2 separate regions of the Danio rerio genome follow, and region 2 is linked to region 1. The links are chromatin contacts, called in public Hi-C maps. All regions are on one chromosome and are shown on one strand. The core of a region is the stretch at or near the end of the contact, and the rest is flanking DNA. Distances in the headings are between cores, read along the strand shown. Region 1 holds the start of ccnyl1 (cyclin Y-like 1). Region 2 holds the start of klf7b (Kruppel like factor 7b).

What was found. Hi-C and Micro-C count contacts between places; a contact is called where the count stands out from the background.
Region 2: a Hi-C map of hematopoietic stem cells shows a contact between it and region 1, with 4 times the contacts expected there. The contact joins the promoter of klf7b here to the promoter of ccnyl1 in region 1. A contact is called at or near these places in 2 of 18 Hi-C or Micro-C datasets (hematopoietic stem cells and an unstated tissue).

Annotation. Positions count from the first base shown.
Region 1 is chr9:29,922,331-29,928,041 of GRCz12tu, reverse strand. It overlaps ccnyl1 (cyclin Y-like 1), which reads left to right and starts at 2,360. Exons shown (of 10, transcript NM_001076720.1): 1 at 2,360-2,612. The coding sequence starts at 2,459.
Region 2 is chr9:30,066,021-30,071,731 of GRCz12tu, reverse strand. klf7b (Kruppel like factor 7b) reads left to right here and starts at 3,337. Exons shown (of 4, transcript NM_001044766.2): 1 at 3,337-3,794. The coding sequence starts at 3,693. All of the region lies in intron 1 of LOC141376143 (a long non-coding RNA gene), which reads right to left.

The DNA.
Region 1 (5,711 bases), core at 1,111-3,610:
GAGTTAACCAATAAGCAAGTCAAGCGGCTGCTTAAGGCCCCATGAAATCTGAGTGCCCCCGAATAAATACTTATAAATTATACTCATAAATTATCTATATATAACAATTTTCTAATCACATTTTGTATGATGAGATTTAAAAAAAAAAAAAAAAAAAAGTTTAATGTTTATTACATTTGTGCAAATGTGTCCCCCTCCCTCAATTATGAAGCAGTCCGGCAATTAAATTAGGTAAAGATTTAGGTTTAAATATATAATTTGTAGTCATGAATTCATTTTAAGAAAACAAATCCTTTAAAAAGTTTTACAAGAAGCTTTACATTATTATTGTTGCTATTATTATTTTGCATTAAGTCAAAATGTAGAAAATTAGGGATTGAGTAATAGAGTGAAAAAAACAGCTAAATAAATCATTTAAAAATAAATTTAAAAAAAAAAAAATCACAAAAGGTGCATTTTAAATCTTTTGGGCCCCACGGTCTGAATTTGGTTAGGGCCCCCAAATCACTAAATCCGCCCCTGCCAAGAATAGACTTGTGTTGACAACATTATGCACACCAGTCTCTTTAGTTGAGGTTAATATTAAACAAATTAATAAATTAATATAAAAAAATGATGTTTGTTAGACTGTTGCACTTTGTGTTGTAAATATGCTAATGTTTATACCGGCCTATTGTTGTGTTAGCAGCGTTTGTATATTTAAAACAACCTCTGTGGAATTTAGGGGTCGCAAATCACTGGCATTGTTATTTTAGGGGCCGCGGGCTGAACATTTTGGGAACCCCTGCTTGGATCTTAAATTGCTGTCAGTTACTGGTGATGGACATTGTTTACATGCAGCTAGGAAACAATTTAACAACAGCCAAATTAGTAAAATTAGAATATTTTGTCAATTTTAATATCAAATATTTGATCATTTAATATAATCAAATATTAATACGACTATCAAAATCGACATTGAAATCTGCAGTTAATTAAGCTGGATTAGTGACAATTAAAGAATGAACTCACAATGCACCTCAAGTTTACACAGACGAATAAACAAAGTTGGGACATATGTAACAGTTTAGTCCCACATTACATTAAAAAAATAACTAAAATAATATTACTTTACTTTTAAAGTACGTTACTCGTTACTTAGAAAGGAAAGTAAAATTATTACACAACTCAAGTTACTTGTAATGCGTTGCCCTAACACTGCACATAAGCTATCTGTTATTAAGAGTTTATTTCAAAGTAGTTAGATTTTTGTCCCTGCAAATGATAAGTTTTAACACTTAAACCACTCGCTGAATGAATGCTAAACTTATGGGTAATATTGTTGCAACTACACAGTTAATATTTCACAATCAAAAAAATAGTACGCATACAATATACACTATGCAGTACGCTAGTAGTCCATTTCAATCCGTTCACAAAGAGGTGTGTAAACGGGCGGGGTTTAAATCTCTAGCATGACGGCGTGATTGACAGTTCTAATTACCAGTCCCTGAACAAACATTTATTTTGTTTTGGCAACTCGTCCAATCGCAAATGATGGAATGTCAAAAAGGGGCGGGTCATCACCTGCGTCATTCTGAGCAGATGGCGGTGGTGGCGGGGAGAGGATCGCTGCTGCACTGGCCGGCGAGGAGGAGGGGATAGCGGGGGACTCTTCGACGAGACTCGGTGAACAGAATCCAATAACGACATACAAATCCGGAGCTTAAATTAGCCGATTTAAATGGACCAGACTTTCCTCATATGCCGCGATAAAAGACTTATTTTATTTTGCTACCAGCTCGACGGCCTGAGGATTTGAGTGATTATTGGATCCAGAGTTTCAGCCAACACACAGATCTACCCTATACAGAAGGATAAATGCTCGGAAGTCTGCTCTTTAGGGGCCATTTCATCTGTTCCCGGTTTGAACCGCCAAACTGGCTTAATTCAAGACATATTCGGACATTTAAACCAGTTAAAAGGATGGTTTATCTCAGTTAGCTCGGCGGCTAATAACTCGCTTATTCACAATGAATCAATATTAGCCGTTAGCAGTTAGCATGTACGGCTAATTCAAAAGGAATAAATCCGTATTCGGAGATTTTCGACTGATACTTTCTAGTGATATGCTGTCAGTCACGTGTCATAGATCCGGCTTTATTGATTACTTGAGTGCTAAAGCTTTAAGTCCTCTGAGGCACTGCGTGTAAATGCATGGAGTCCCGTTATATGACTGGCACAGATAGCTACATACCTCTTGAGTTTGGAGCAGTGAGACAGTACAGCAGTAGATGCTGACTGTGTGTGTCTATTTCAGCTCTTCATGCACCCACTTTTAGCTTGAGTTCATTCATTCATTGGATCCATTGGGTGACTTCTGATGACAGAAGCAGCCCAGGTGTGAGCTTCAAAAGGTGTTTGCCATAGACTAACACACCTGAGCAGGTCGAGCTTGTGATTGTAGGTGTGAGTCATCATGGGCAATACAGTGTCCTGCTGCGTGTCCCCCAGTGGGAGCCCCAAACTACCCCGGCAGGTGGAGCGTCTGGAGGACTACCAGAACAACACAGACATCAGCGATGACACTGGTCCATACCTGCAGCACATCAGTGACCGGGAGGTGCCGGATGGTGAGTTCTATGCTCTAAAACATGGTTGAACTGCCAGAGGATCAAACTTTTGGCCTAGCACAACTTGACCAACTCATCGAGGTCTTCATATTTGATTGGTTGTTACCAACAGGTGTTGGAAATTAAAGGGGTAGTTCACCCACAAATGAAAATGTTGTCTTCGTTTACTCATTCTCCCCTTCTTCCAAACCTGGTTGAGTTTTTAAATCTGTTAAACACTAAAGATTAAATTTTGAAGAAAGCTGGAATCTTTTAACTATTAACTTTTATAATACTTGTTTAGTCACAGGTTTTCAGCTTCAAAGTGTCATCTTTTGTGTTTGACAGAATAATTAAACTCACAAAGGTGTGGATAGAGGTAAAGTTGGTTTTATATTCGCACATTCATCCATTTAGCAGTCTCTATTGTTTAACATGTTGAATATTAAATCGGAATTAGCATGCAAGTATCACTTCTAAGCAACTTTAACACTATATAATTCACTGTGAACAATGCTGTACTTTGATAGTCATTGGCTGCTAATAGGATTTCCCTATTGAGAATTTGAAAATAATACTTTCTGAAATTAAATTATTAAGGAAAATGTCTGAATATCCAAATATAAAACCAACTTTACCTCTATAAGGTTTGGAACCAATTGAGCAAGAGTGAGTAAATGTTTATTTTTGGGTGAACTATCCCTTTAACTTTGAGGTAAGGTGTATCTCCACCAGCAAAACTTAACACCTTTTTATAATTCGTTACTTAGGAGAGATTTCAAGGTCTTGATGTGTCCAAAAAAGATGACATCCAAAATGTGCAGATTTGGTAAACACGGCCTAAATGTTAAAGACATGAACTAAGTGAGAATTGATCAATATCACCAGCTCTCATCACAGAAGCACTATATTCTATTCTGTTTGCATTTTTGTGTGCCACAGTGTCTTTAAGAACTGAGCTGCTGTGATCTGATGCCTTGACCTCCTCGTCTCATGGGTCAGGTTTCTCCTAAGAGCTAAACACTAAGTGCTTTTGGTTTGCTCTGAAAATGGACAGCCTAAGACATTTTCAGTCCATAGAACAGTTGCAGATTAAGGGTGTGTTCACACTGGTTTGGATAAAATGAACTTTGAGGCGATTGCTCTGTTGATGTGGATCAGTATAGTATGTGTGAAAGTTCTGATCTGAACCTTGATGCACACTAGACAAGCAAACAGCTTTCAAACTAGCTCTGGTGCATTTTGAAAGAAATATGAGCAAAAACAGTTTAACTAATCAAAAAATAGACATAATGCCACTACAGATATGAAAAGGACTGAACTCTCAATATTGAGCAAACCTGTTTCTTTAAATGCTGCGTTTCCTATTACAGCTCAGGACTGGCTCCAGAAATCTCTTTGGTAAAGTTGTTTATTATGTGTCTGAGGAATTCCTAGTACTTTTTGACTCATTTACATATTTTATTAGATTTTTACAAGTTAAAAAAACAAAATGTTAGTGCTTTCAACCAAGCACAAATCATTGTTTTGGATGTTTAGTTGGTTCTGACTTAAAATCTATGTCATAAAAGCTAAATTTGTTAAATTTAAGCCCAAATAATCTTTGGGTTTGCTGAAATTGTCAATGGATTGTATTTTATTTTCTCTTTTTTTCCAAACCAAAGGAAACATTTAGCTAAACGAGTGTGAATATGCTTAAATATTATCTACATTTAATGTTATTATTAACAGAAAATAGGTTTATGAAATCTATAAAAGGATATCTGATAATATTTGTGTGTGTGTGTGTGTGTGTGTGTGTGTGTGTGTGTGTGTGTGTGTGTGTGTGTGTGTGTGTGTGTGTGTGTGTGTGTGTGTGTGTGTGTGTGTGTGTGTGTGTGTGTGTGTGTGTGTGTGTGAAAAGCCTCCTGGTGCTGTTTGCAGTCTTTACTGCTGTTTATTTAGCCTGAGCTATTTTACACTCAGCAGAAACGTATATAGTCACACACATAACTTTATGTCCATTGCTGTATTTACAGCAGCATGTCTTCATCTTTGGTTCAAAGCACATATGACAGAAGTGTAAACTCTTCTGCTTTGGCTGCAGTTAATCCTTTATGATTGCATGGGACATTCCAGGTCATGGTTCATTTACGATTCTGCTGGAGATGCGACTAAAAGCAATACTAAGTTTAACTGGCAGTGACAATCAGAAATGTTTAGTATTCCTGGCATCCCAGTGATGTAGATCTGTGGGACAGCTGCATTCTCTCCTTATCTCACTCCCTTCCTTTGGGAATCTCAGTGAGGCACGTTTTGTAACCTTTGGGGCTTAGAGGTTAAGTTTGGATAAACTTAGTTTTCCTGTACTGTACTGTTTCTCCATTTTCACTTATGAAATTCCTTCTCTCTGGTCTTGCTAGTGTTTATCCACTGGAATGTCCTACAAACACCTTAATAATCAACAAAGCATCATTTCAGTGTTTTTTGTGTACTGACAGCACTAAAATTAAAGTTGTAAGTATGCTTTTTATAATTAACACAATAACTGTCTGTGAGGTCACTGCCTGTGGGGTAACACATACACATTGGGAATTACACTACACTACAGCTGTGTTTGTGCCCTCAGTGAGGATGACTGCCCTCCCACAGGGGTTATTTTTGACTTTGGTAGTGGAGGAATGGTGTCAGTTGAGTACATGAACTGTTGAGTCCTGTGGAATGAATGAATCTCAGTTTAGCACATACAGTAGGCAATTATTCAAAGATTTCATTCTTGGTGTGCTTTTTATTATTATTTTAATAATTAATAATGATTTATTAATAACTAAATTTCTCTTAATTTCTCTGAAAATCTATGTGCATTAAATATATCTGAAAAAAAATCAGTTTACATACAGTTGAAGTCAGAATTATTAGCCCCCTGAATTATCAGCCCCCCTGTTTATTTTTGTTCCCCAATTTATGTTTAACGGAGAGAGGATTTTTTAGCACATTTCTAAGCATAATAGTTTAATAACTCATCTCTAATAACTGATTTATTTTATCTTTGCCATGATGACAGTGAATAATATTTGACTATATTTTTTTCAAGACACTTCTATACAGCTTAAAGTGACTTTTAAAGGCTTAACTAGGCTA
Region 2 (5,711 bases), core at 2,088-4,587, 140 kb before region 1:
TCTTTCAGTGTATATTTTTTTGATAGAGACGGGCTAATGTGTCATGCGGCACAGTTTCCACCCCTTCATCCAACCCCCACTCCGGGCTAATTCTCTCTGGCAGGGAGACCTGTAAAAATCAATAGGGAAAATGTCCTGAAACAGCCAATCTAGCAACCATCTGCCCTGGTACTCCACTGAGACAAAGACCAATGTCCCCTGGGATAGTGACGGAAGAGACAGACAGCACAACACGCATACAAACTCAATTACTCACTACAACTAAAACAGTCTTTTATTTTGCAAACTCAGGCTTACTGTCTTATACTGCCTGCCACTTTTTTTCGGCTAAACTAGTGTTAACATAAATACAAACATTTAGATTGGTTTGCGTATTAGTCTTTTTTAATCTCAAGCTATTTTTCTTAAGAATAAACTATAGCTAACAAATGCAGTATTAAGTAAATGCATTGAGCTATAAATCTGTGTTAGATGCTGTCAGAACCTATTAAATGATTAAATGTAGCTTTGTTAATCAAACATAGAATTCAATTATTCTTATCATGACATTTTCTCTCATTCTTAGTTTTTCTGACTCAGATTATAGTAATTTAATTGCTATATGTAACTAATGAATTTTAATAAGGAAACAGTTTTATTTTCAAAGTAATGTTGGTGGCTCCTAGGAAAAACAATAGAACAAAAATCGGTATGGCTAAAAAATCTAAAACCACGGCATACCAAAAATATATAGCAGTAAACAAAATGATGACAGAATGAGACATTTGTATATTACTTGCTTTAATGAGACCACAAGTTTAGGTTAGTGGAATGTGAAAAACACAAAATTATTATCAAATTATTTTTGTTGGTAGCTTCACAGTAGCGCAGGGGGTAGCATGATCACCTCACAGCAAGAAGGTCGCTGGATCGAGCTCCGGCTGGGTCAGTTGGCATTTCTGTGTGGAGTTTGCATGTTCTCTCCGTGTTCGCGTGGGTTTCCTTCGGGTGCAAAGACATGCGCTATAGGTAAATTGAATAAGCTAAAATGTCCATAGTGTATGTGTGTGAAAGAGCGTGTATGGGTGTTTCCCAGTGTTAAGTTGTGGCTGGAAGGGCATCCACTGTGTAAAACATACAGTTGAAGTCAGAATTATTAGCCCCCCTTAATTATTAGACCCCCTGTTTATTTTCCCCCCAATTTCTGTTTAACAGAGAGTAGATTTTTTTTCAACACATTTCTAAACAATAGTTTTAATAACTGATTTCTGATAACTGATTTATTTTATCTTTGCTATGATGACAGTAAATTATATTTTTATATTTTACTACATGTTTTTCAGGACACTTCTATACAGCTTAAAGGGACATTTAAAGGCTTAACTCGGTTAATTAGGTTAACTAGGCAGGTTAGGGTAATTAGGCAAGTTATTGTATAATGATGGTTTGTTCTGTAGACTTTCAAAAAAATTTGCTTAAAGGGGCTAATAATTTTGTCCTTAAAATGGTGTTTAAAAAAATTAATAACTGCTTTTATTCTAGCCAAAATAAAACTTTTTTCCAGAAGAAAAAACATTATCAGACATACTGTGAAAATATCCTTGCTTCGTTAAACATAATTTGAGAAATATTTAAAAAAAAATTTTAAAAATTAAAAAAAATTCAAAGGGGGGCTTATAATTCTGACTTCAACTGTATGCTGGATAAGTTGGCGGTTCATTCTAATGTGGTGACCCCTGATGAAGAAAGGGACTAAATGAAAATAATAAATGAATGAATTACTTTTGTTGGCAAAAAAAAGAGATTTTACAGGTAAATTAATGCAGAGTAAACAAAAATCTTACAAGTTTAAGTATGCAAAGTGACTACATTCGGTTATTATTAATTATGTTTATTAGTTATTAATTATTGTTTTCCTTTTTTCTCCCTTTTATTTAATTGGCAGCCATTCTCCTGCACATTTTTCAGTAAGTAGGTTTTTCTTGATCACAAAACGCTCTCCAAACAAACACACTTATATTTGCTTAGAATATTTACAATAACATAACATCAATATGTTTGAATAAGGGGTAAAATATAAACTTTCATTGGCCAGACATTACTTCTGGTAACATTAAGCACACACACACACACACACACCACATGTATTAAGATTAAAAATCTGAATGTAAAATGTGTCATCTTGTGTCATACATTGTGATGAATTTTAACACTACAAGCAAGTTCATATTAATTAGGCTACATTAAGAAACTAGATTCATAATAACTTTGAATAAAAGCTTTTGCTTGAATAATGGTTTGTTGAACAAAGATAAATCTGTTTACGACAGACAGACAGACAGACAGACAGACAGACAGACAGACAGACAGACAGACAGACAGACAGACAGACAGACAGATAGATAGATAGATAGATAGATAGATAGATAGATAGATAGATAGATAGATAGATAGATAGATAGATAGATAGATGAGCACGAATTAAGTAAACGTTTGCAGTATGAGCAGTCAGTTACAGGACTGCTATAGGCAACAATCATTATTTAGAAATATTACACTTTTTAGGTTGCGTTTTTATGGATTTCAGGAATTAACTGCTATTAGGAGTGTTTCTGGCTTGCCCACAGGGTGAAAAACCATCCTGATGAGTCAATTACCCTTTACAGAACAATAACCAGATCAGTACTGCAAATCAATGCCATCAATTGCGTTGCTGAAACAGTTGCAATGCTCTTTGCGGTAATTTGTGCCATTAGAGAAGCTAAAACTCATTTCTAAGTGCTAAGCCTCTTATTTCAGAATTAAAATGTTTAAAGTAGCCCCGATCTTGTCTGTGAAGCGCTTAATCCTACTACTTGTGAAACATCTGAGAAGATCTTCAGACTTTTTTTTCAGCATTCGCCTACGCTTGAACATTGCATCATAACATTAATTATTTTCCAAACGACACTTCCAACTTTATAGGCAGCTTTGCGCTGTGAGATACCCGTAATGTATCATTTCCAGCAGATATGACTACATAGAGACTTGCCTCACGTTACAATCTGCAACTTCTGCTTCTGTTTGTTGCGTTCTCTCCGGCCGTATGAGCGACGCCAGTGCGCTGCCGCTGCTATATAGCTCTCTAAAAATAGCTCACCTTTCACTGCCTTCTACGGCCCGATTGACAAGTGTCACGAGCCAATCGCGCTATATTATTCAGATTTCACTCCACCTCTTTAGCTATTTAAGCACCGCCTTACTTGGACGCCAGTGAGATCATCAACCTTATTTACCGTATATGGTCACGCACGGAATTGATTGACAACAAACCACGCCCCCTCGGCTCCCTTTGCTTCCTCTCGCTCGCGAGGCAGCGAGCCCAGCAACTTGCCTTGGTGATCCACGGCATTCAGGAGAAAGGCTACCTGGAATTTATAGCGCAAAAGACACAGAGGCAATGCGGAAATAGGTGGACACTTCATGTCACCGAGTTTGCATCCCACTCCCAGGCTGAGGATCTGAGAGTTCGCGGGGACTGCAATTAAGTGACAAGAATTGTTTTTTATTTTTTTCCTTCCTTTTTTTTCCATTAGCGCTTAAAACAACCAGCTTTAACTACACTTCACGGAGGATTTGAAGCATTCCTTTTTGCGTCTGACAGCGGGCTGAGAAGAAAACAATTTATACCTGAGGATCAAAGCATCAGTTTTGTTTTTCTTGTGAGCATCAACATGGACGTGTTGGCGAATTACAGTATTTTTCAGGAACTTCAGCTGGTGCACGACACGGGCTACTTCTCAGCGATGCCGTCGCTGGAGGAGAACTGGCAGCAGGTGAGAGAGTTTGCACGAAACTACTTGGACTGTTAGTTGTTTGCGTAAATAAGCATTGCTTATGTGCGCAGATGTACCTGATGGAAACATTCACAACTTCACCGTGCGCGCGCCTATCCAAAACACGCTGTCCAAATTTTTGCGCGTAGTGGATTTTAGTGATGCAGGTGCTGTGTTGCTGCTTTCATATGAAAGCATGAAGCTAGAACTCCGTTCCTTTTATTTTAGCGACGTGAAAGTGATTATTAGTGAGAAGAATAGTCTGCAATACGTTGTGTGCTAATGTAGTGTACTTCTTAGTGTTATACTCCAGGCAAAACAGAGTGACAGAATGAGACACGAGATGAATCATGTGCATTATTTCTGGCTGAAACTGACTGAATGGCGTTTTGTTAAAGGCGCACGTAATATGGATGGAGAAAGTAAGAGCTTCGCTAACAATAAGCGACTTGTTATTAAATAATGCATTCGCATCTGTCAGATTACTTCGTGTTTTTCAGCACGACGATATCAAGAGCAGTTCCCGATCGTCATGTATTATGTATTACCTCCGCCGCGAGGGTGCGCGCGTGAGTGGATGTGAGGAGAATGCATTCAAATCACACTTTTTTTTCTTTCTTTCTGAGAGCTGCTGTGCATCTGTATAACAATTTGCTGACTCTTGAAGGGTAAAGGTAATCAATGATAATAGCTGTGTTTTACATTTTTATGACATCCCACTTAAGCCTTCTGGAAGATCTGGTGGAAGTGATGCACATTGGGAAATATCTGTCAGGGTCATGTTTTAAGTGACATGAGGTCTGTGTAAAATCAATGCAAATCAATTGATTTGTGTCAGGCAATAATTGTTTAGTAGTTAAATACAGTACTGATAACATTGGGATTTGGATTTTGTATGAATTAAACAGCATTAATGCAATATTACGGTTTACCAATTGTGGTAGAAGGACTTCTGGAAATCGATGTGACGATGGGCGCCTCTGCAGGCATGCACCGGCTGTCTTGAGCTCATTGCAATTCCATGTGCTCAACTGCAGGGAAATGCAGCGAGTGGTTATTTATCGCTAGAGTGTGGACTTGAAACAGATCTACCCCTACCAGCAACTCACAAGGCAATTCTACACAACACAAATATTACCAGGTAGAAAATGCAAATATAGACATATTGGTATGAGTATCGAAGGAAAATATGAACCGGCGAAATCATCTTAATGATTAAATGAATATGTTGTGCAATAAGACAGTTCTGGTGTTAATCAAAGTCTTATGATCATATCAGATAATAGCTTGTGTGTGTGTGAAGCATTCATACCCTGCAGTGTTGTGAATTGGCTGTCCAAGCACACAAGATTTACAATTTTGCCTGCCGTTTGACACTTCTTTGGCCATGTGCATGATAGAAACTAAGAGAATTTGAGGGGGTAAAACACACACACACACACACACAAATCAAGATAGAGCTACGAAGCTAATAATAATTCAATAGAAACAAGCTCATGTTGTGAGCTTGTAAAACCTGCAGATGAGTTCATATGCCAGCGCCATTGGCAAAGATAGTTTAGAGACAGCAGATAGTATCAGCTCACATAAGTGGAGGAGGGGAGCAAAAAAATATTACTTGCATTTAATGATAAGAAAATGAGGATGGAGAGGGGGAAAAGGCAGAGGTCTCTGTAGACAGGTAAATATACAAGCTTTTTTTTGTTTGAGTGACATCATAGTTAAAATTTTATGCGTTTACAGGTTGGGGTAGTTTTAAAGCGTAGCCCTAGATCTGCCAGCAAAAGGTAAACAGCACCCTTTGAGCAGGGGACAAGATGGATAGCTGTGGTCGGCCCCTTGCGAGTGGAGCATGAATCAGACCTTAATGGATGCGATATGGGTGAATTGAGTTTCAGAGCTAAGGCTGCGAGCAGG